Linked DNA regions of Sus scrofa: region 2 is linked to region 1. A link is a contact called in public Hi-C data. All regions are on one chromosome and are shown on one strand. Each heading gives the region's core, a stretch centred on a gene start, on an enhancer-like site or on the middle of the called end of the contact. The rest is flanking DNA. Distances are from core to core; before and after follow the strand shown.

Evidence for each region. Hi-C and Micro-C count contacts between places; a contact is called where the count stands out from the background.
Region 2: a contact with region 1 is called in a Hi-C map of omental adipose tissue, with 2.5 times the contacts expected there. The contact joins two enhancer-like sites. A contact is called at or near these places in 10 of 47 Hi-C or Micro-C datasets (brain, embryonic fibroblasts, epiblast stem cells and 6 more) and 1 of 2 datasets of contacts at active chromatin or transcription factors (alveolar macrophages).

Annotation. Positions count from the first base shown.
Region 1 is chr7:87,591,056-87,593,755 of Sscrofa11.1, forward strand. The region is part of intron 9 of SV2B (synaptic vesicle glycoprotein 2B); the gene reads right to left. Among named protein-coding and RNA genes, the nearest start is that of SV2B, 170 kb to the right of the region's middle. Within about 2 kb of position 1,451, at least 3 of the 83 cell types and tissues checked have an H3K27ac peak or open chromatin away from gene starts, as enhancers often do. A contact at or near this core is called in omental adipose tissue, where this site is marked.
Region 2 is chr7:87,999,345-88,002,044 of Sscrofa11.1, forward strand. All of the region lies in intron 2 of AKAP13 (A-kinase anchor protein 13), which reads left to right. Among named protein-coding and RNA genes, the nearest start is that of AKAP13, 110 kb to the left of the region's middle. Within about 2 kb of position 1,302, at least 13 of the 83 cell types and tissues checked have an H3K27ac peak or open chromatin away from gene starts, as enhancers often do. A contact at or near this core is called in omental adipose tissue, where this site is marked.

The DNA of each region.
Region 1 (2,700 bases), core at 201-2,700:
GATATTCAGGAAGAAGGTCTATAAGAACTATGCAGGATGTAGATCAAATTATAAAAATTGTACCTATATATTGTACTAACTCTGAAGCCTGATGGACAGTATATATCAATATTACGACTAGTAGAAGATATACAACTAGAGGCTTAGATCAGAGATGGCTCAGCTAGCTAATAACCCTTCAAGGCTTGGAACCTAAGTCCCTCAAGCCTTGGCTACTTCCTCAGACCTAAAGCCAGAAGATACAGTTAACACATTTCCCACCATTGGCAGCTGCACAGAGATTTACTGCCCTGAAACATGCCCACCGCAGCTGAAGAAAAAAAAAATTTTAATAAATTTTATTGGAGTATAGTTGACTTACAATGTTGTGTTAGTTTCAGGTATACAGCAAAGTGAATCAGTTATACGTGCATATATATTATGTATGTATGAAAAGAATGTATGTATGTATAATATATATTAATCTTATAGTAATCTTATATAGTATATAGTACATAGCATACAGTACATCTTACATACATACCTTCTTTTTCAAATTCTTTCCCATATAGGCTATCACAGAGTATTGAATAGATTTCCCTGTGCTATACAGTAGGCCCTTGTTACTTATCAATTTCATATACAGTAATGTGTATATGCCAAGCAGAAAATTCTTATTCATACCCCGCTAAAAGGAGCTTTTAACCAAGTGGGTAGCATTTCATTGTGATGCATGAAATCAACCTTCTCTTTCCTAAATGTGTGTTTGCTTGCTTTCTCTCTGCTCTCCTTGCCAAAAGTAAGCTTCCCCCATGTGTGACAGTCAATAAAGTAAATAATTTTATCTAAATTTTTAGTCAACAAAGTGTGGACAAAGTCGAAGAGGGAATCCTGGTACAAATGGGAAAATGTCCCACCCGAGCTAAACAACATCAATCACGTTCTCCAAAGAGGCTCAAGGTTTCCAAGGAAGAGGTGTTTTCTGGTTTATGACCAGCAGATGGCAGCATAACTCAAGAGAAGAAACCAAGTCTTAGTTTCAAATGCTCCTAAGCTTATGAAAAACTTTTTATTCACATTGCTGGGGTTAAAAATTATGGGCTTCAAATGACAGTGGGTGTACTTTAGAATCTGTTGGTTAAAAAACATATATATGGTAAGTTAAAATTAACTCACTGCAACTTTTGAAAGAATTTATACTTTAATAATCACCCAGAAACTTTCCCATGCATTCGAAATACAGAAAAGTGATAGAACCTCTGAATATTTATGTGCAGAATATTTACATCCACTCCCAAACCAACCTTGGCCTGCCTATGCATTCCCAGACCCTTGTCAGTAACTATATCCCATGGGGTTCTGGGTCCAGACGAGACCACCACCCTCATCAAGTCTTGCTTCTCCTCACTCCCACCCAGCAGCCTGCTGAAAGCTTCAGGAGTCCTGGTCCTTTTAAAAGGGCAGAGTGGACCACAAGTTCCCATTTTCTGCACAGCTAAGTCTTGGAACTCCAAAACCTACTGTTCAAAATCGTAAGGGTTTTCACATGGCAATTAACTTTCTAATACAGAAAACACCATGTAAAACAGAGCCTCTGTGGGAATGGAATATTTCCCAATTAGATAATATTTGTAGTTGTTAAGGGTATGGGATTGAAGTCCAAATGCATGAACTGGGCGAGAGACATTTCTCTTTATGTTAGTTGTGTGATTTGAGCGAGCTACCCAACCTCTCTAAGCTCTTTTCCCCACCTGTAAAAGAGAAAGCACATTTCTTGCCTCCTGGAGTTTTTAAAGGAGATAATCTAGGAAAGGCACTTGAGGCAGCATCCAGCACACAGAAGTGTTTGGTAATGTTATTATCAGCCTATTACCACTGCCATTACCGTCATTATTATCACTAATATCACAATAGAGGATCACTGAACATTGGGAACTCCATGGATGAGATCTCTTCTAGTGAATTGTTTCTGCAGGGAAAAATCCTGGGTGACATCAAGCCATCCATAATGTGCTTGTTTCCAACATTTCTAAAATGTTCTAATAATGGCAAAGCATTTCTTCCTTGGCATTGCCAACACAAGACCTCTTGGCTTATATGAAAGAGCCTTAACAGTGAGAAATCCTGGAGGGAGTTGCCATCCACTGCCAACCACTAGCCTTGGAGCTGCTATTCCTGGAAGTGGCCACTCTCTGCAGATTCCAGTGACTGAAGTGTCTCCACCAAGGGCGCGTGCCTGCATGGGCACTTGAGTGTGTAGATGTTTGTGACCAAGCCTCAGCCTTTTAAAAAAATCACCTGAAAATCTAAATTCCATTCACTGATACTTGGTCCTAACTTTCCTCCCCCAAATATGAGTTTCGTAGAAATAATATTCTCCTTTTTATATCACACTTTCTTTCTCATCCTAAATAACAGTGAACATTTGCTAAGGTCCAGCCCATAAGAGCCATATGGACTAGACTGCCCAAAGCCCCTCCTTGGACTTCCCCTTGGTCCTCTCCTACTGCAGCTGACAATCACAGGCAGGGCCACTTCCCTCAGCCATGTAGGTGGGTACAGCCTGGGGAGGTAAAACCCACACTGGAGGAGAGAATTCCTGGTGATAATTCTTGCACAGAGGTGTTAACTAGGGGGCAGTTTATATCACTGACACTGCACCACCTGGACTATGGAGTTACCTGTCCCAGTGAACCTGCTAAGTATAATTCCAGAAGGGAA
Region 2 (2,700 bases), core at 52-2,551, 410 kb after region 1:
GAAATAGGAATTGTTTTCTTATTTTATAGATGGGGAAACTGAGACAGCAAGATTTATATTTTAAAATTCTGGCACAAACTATTAAGTATAAAATAAGCTACAAGGGAGTAGCTTTTGTGACTCAGTGGGTTTAGAACCTGACCGAGGATACGTGAGGATGCAGGTTCAATCCCTGGCCTCACTCAGTGGGGCTGGAAGCTGTGATGTAGGTTGCAGATGTGGCTGGGATCCAGCATTGCTATGGCAGTGGTGTAGGCTGGTAGCTTCAGATCCCATTCAACCCCTAGCCCAGAAACTTCCATATGCAGCAGGAGCAGTCCTAAATAAAGGGGAAAAAAAAGCTACAAGTATATATTGTACAACAAGGGGATATAGCCAATGTTTTATTGTAATTATAAATGAAGTATAACCTTTAAAAATTGTGAATCACTGTATGGTACAACAGTAACTTATATAGCATTGTACATTAGATATACTTTAGCAAAAACAAAAAAAGTTCTAGTCTTTATGGTAAGACTATAAGATTTTTTTTTTTTTGTCTTTTGTTGTTGTTGTTGCTGCTATTTCTTGGGCCGCTCCCGAGGCATATGGAGGTTCCCAGGCTAGGGGTTGAATCGGAGCTGTAGCCACCGGCCTATGCCAGAGCCACAGCAACGCGGGATCCGAGCCGCGTCTGCGACCTACACCACAGCTCACGGAAACACCGGATCGTTAACCCACTGAGCAAGGGCAGGGACCGAACCCGCAACCTCATGGTTCCTAGTCGGATTCGTTAACCACTGCGCCACGACGGGAACTCCGACTATAAGATTTTCATTGCCCTCTTGGAATTTGCTATGCCATCTGAGATGAAACTGGTAGGAAGATTCAGAGTCATCCCACTGAATCTGTAATTCTGAAATCCATAAATAGCTCCATACAGATAGCACGTTAGGAATATATTTATATCAGCAGGGATGTAGAAATTACATTCTCCTGAAAGGTATACTAATTTATTGATTGATTAATGAACTGGTGACATGCATCTTTATAGTACTTTTCTTATTCCTACACATTTCTCCTTCAGAGTTTCTGATTGTTTCCTTTTATGTGGGTCCTTATCCTTAAGCACAGGGAACATCATCTATACTCTCAGAGATTTGTTTGCTTGTTTACTCTTTTTTAAACCAAAAAAAAACACAAAAAAACAAAAAAAACTACTGGCCCTTGTGCATCCTTGGAACCCTTTACCAAGCTCTGTGTTTGGATTAACTACTGACCCCATGTGATATACAGAGCATCTGGCAGCTGAGGTGGAATTTTCAGCTGTCTCTTTGTTATGTCCACAGAAGGAAATGTGAGTTTTATCTTGCTACTCAAGCAGTGGTACATTCCTTTTTTGGTCCATGGAACCCACCAGTCTGATTGTGGACTTATTTTCTGCCATTCCTGTCATCTTCTTAAACTAGTTAAAGCCCAGGGGTGATCTTAACCTATTCACATGAGTGTGAATTCTACTTTGGTCACTTCCTACATAAAACTTACTAGGTTTTGCCAGCAGTGTCTGGTTCATCCTGTCTTGTGTGGTTAAGGGATCCCAGGCAGCTTAATATTAAGCTACTACTGTGGGTGTTTCCCATAGGCAAGTATCTCTTGTCCACAAATGCCCATTTTCCAGCTCTCCATAAAAAACAATTGTTTTATCCTTGTCAAATACATGGGTGTGATTATATGTTGTCCATATCTTACTAAGTCTCAGAATTACAAGAGGGTCTCATTTATGATGAGACAAAGGTGAGTGTTTTAGGAAATGGTATACTGAGATTCCAGTCTCAGTCTTCCCGTTGATTATGGGGTTGTGGTCTAGATTTTTCATTTGCTGTAATTTATGTATATGCAGTAGAAGGCAGCAGAAATGCATATTGTATTAAAATGGTAATCCTAAGAGCCTCCATTTAGGTTTTTTTTTGTTTTTTAAAAATTAAAAAGTTGAAGTATAGCTGATTTACAGTGTTCCAGGTGTGTAGGAAATGATTCGGTTATGCATATGTGTGTATTCTTTTTCAGTTTCTTTTCCACCATAAGTTATTACAAGACATTGAATATGGTTCCCTGTGCTATACAGTAGGTCCTTGTTATCTGTTTTGTATATAGCAGTATGTATCTGTTAACCTCTAATTCCTACTTTATCCCCCTGTCCTTCCCCTTTGGTAACTGAAAGTTTGTTTTCTATGTCTGTAGAGCCTCCCTTTATTAAATACCTTCTAGTTCTTAGCTACTGTGCTATGCTAAATATAGATTTCCTACTTTCATTTTCTCATTTTATCACCCCAACAATCTCATGAGATTGCTGTTGTTTTCTGTATTTTAAAAGTGAGGAAATAAGGCAGAGAGTTTCAGCTACTTGCTGAGGTCATACAGCTGGTAAGTAAGTTGAAGTTGGCCTTTCTTACTTGAGAAGCCTGGGTTCCTGATGTCACTGTGCTATATAGTATGTTGGCTCTTACCCTCCATAGTGTGGGAAGCAGTAGGCTGTTGCTGAGGATTTGTAAAATGAGGGTTGATGGGATTACTGAATGCAGAATGAGACAGCGCAGAGTGGCATTGTTTGGGAAGAAGGGGAACCGTTTGGGGACAGACACTAGGCCTCCTGTGATAACTGCTCCAGTGGGGCTCAGTCCAGTGCAGTGTGGGCTACTGGTTCTCAAACTTGAACCTGCT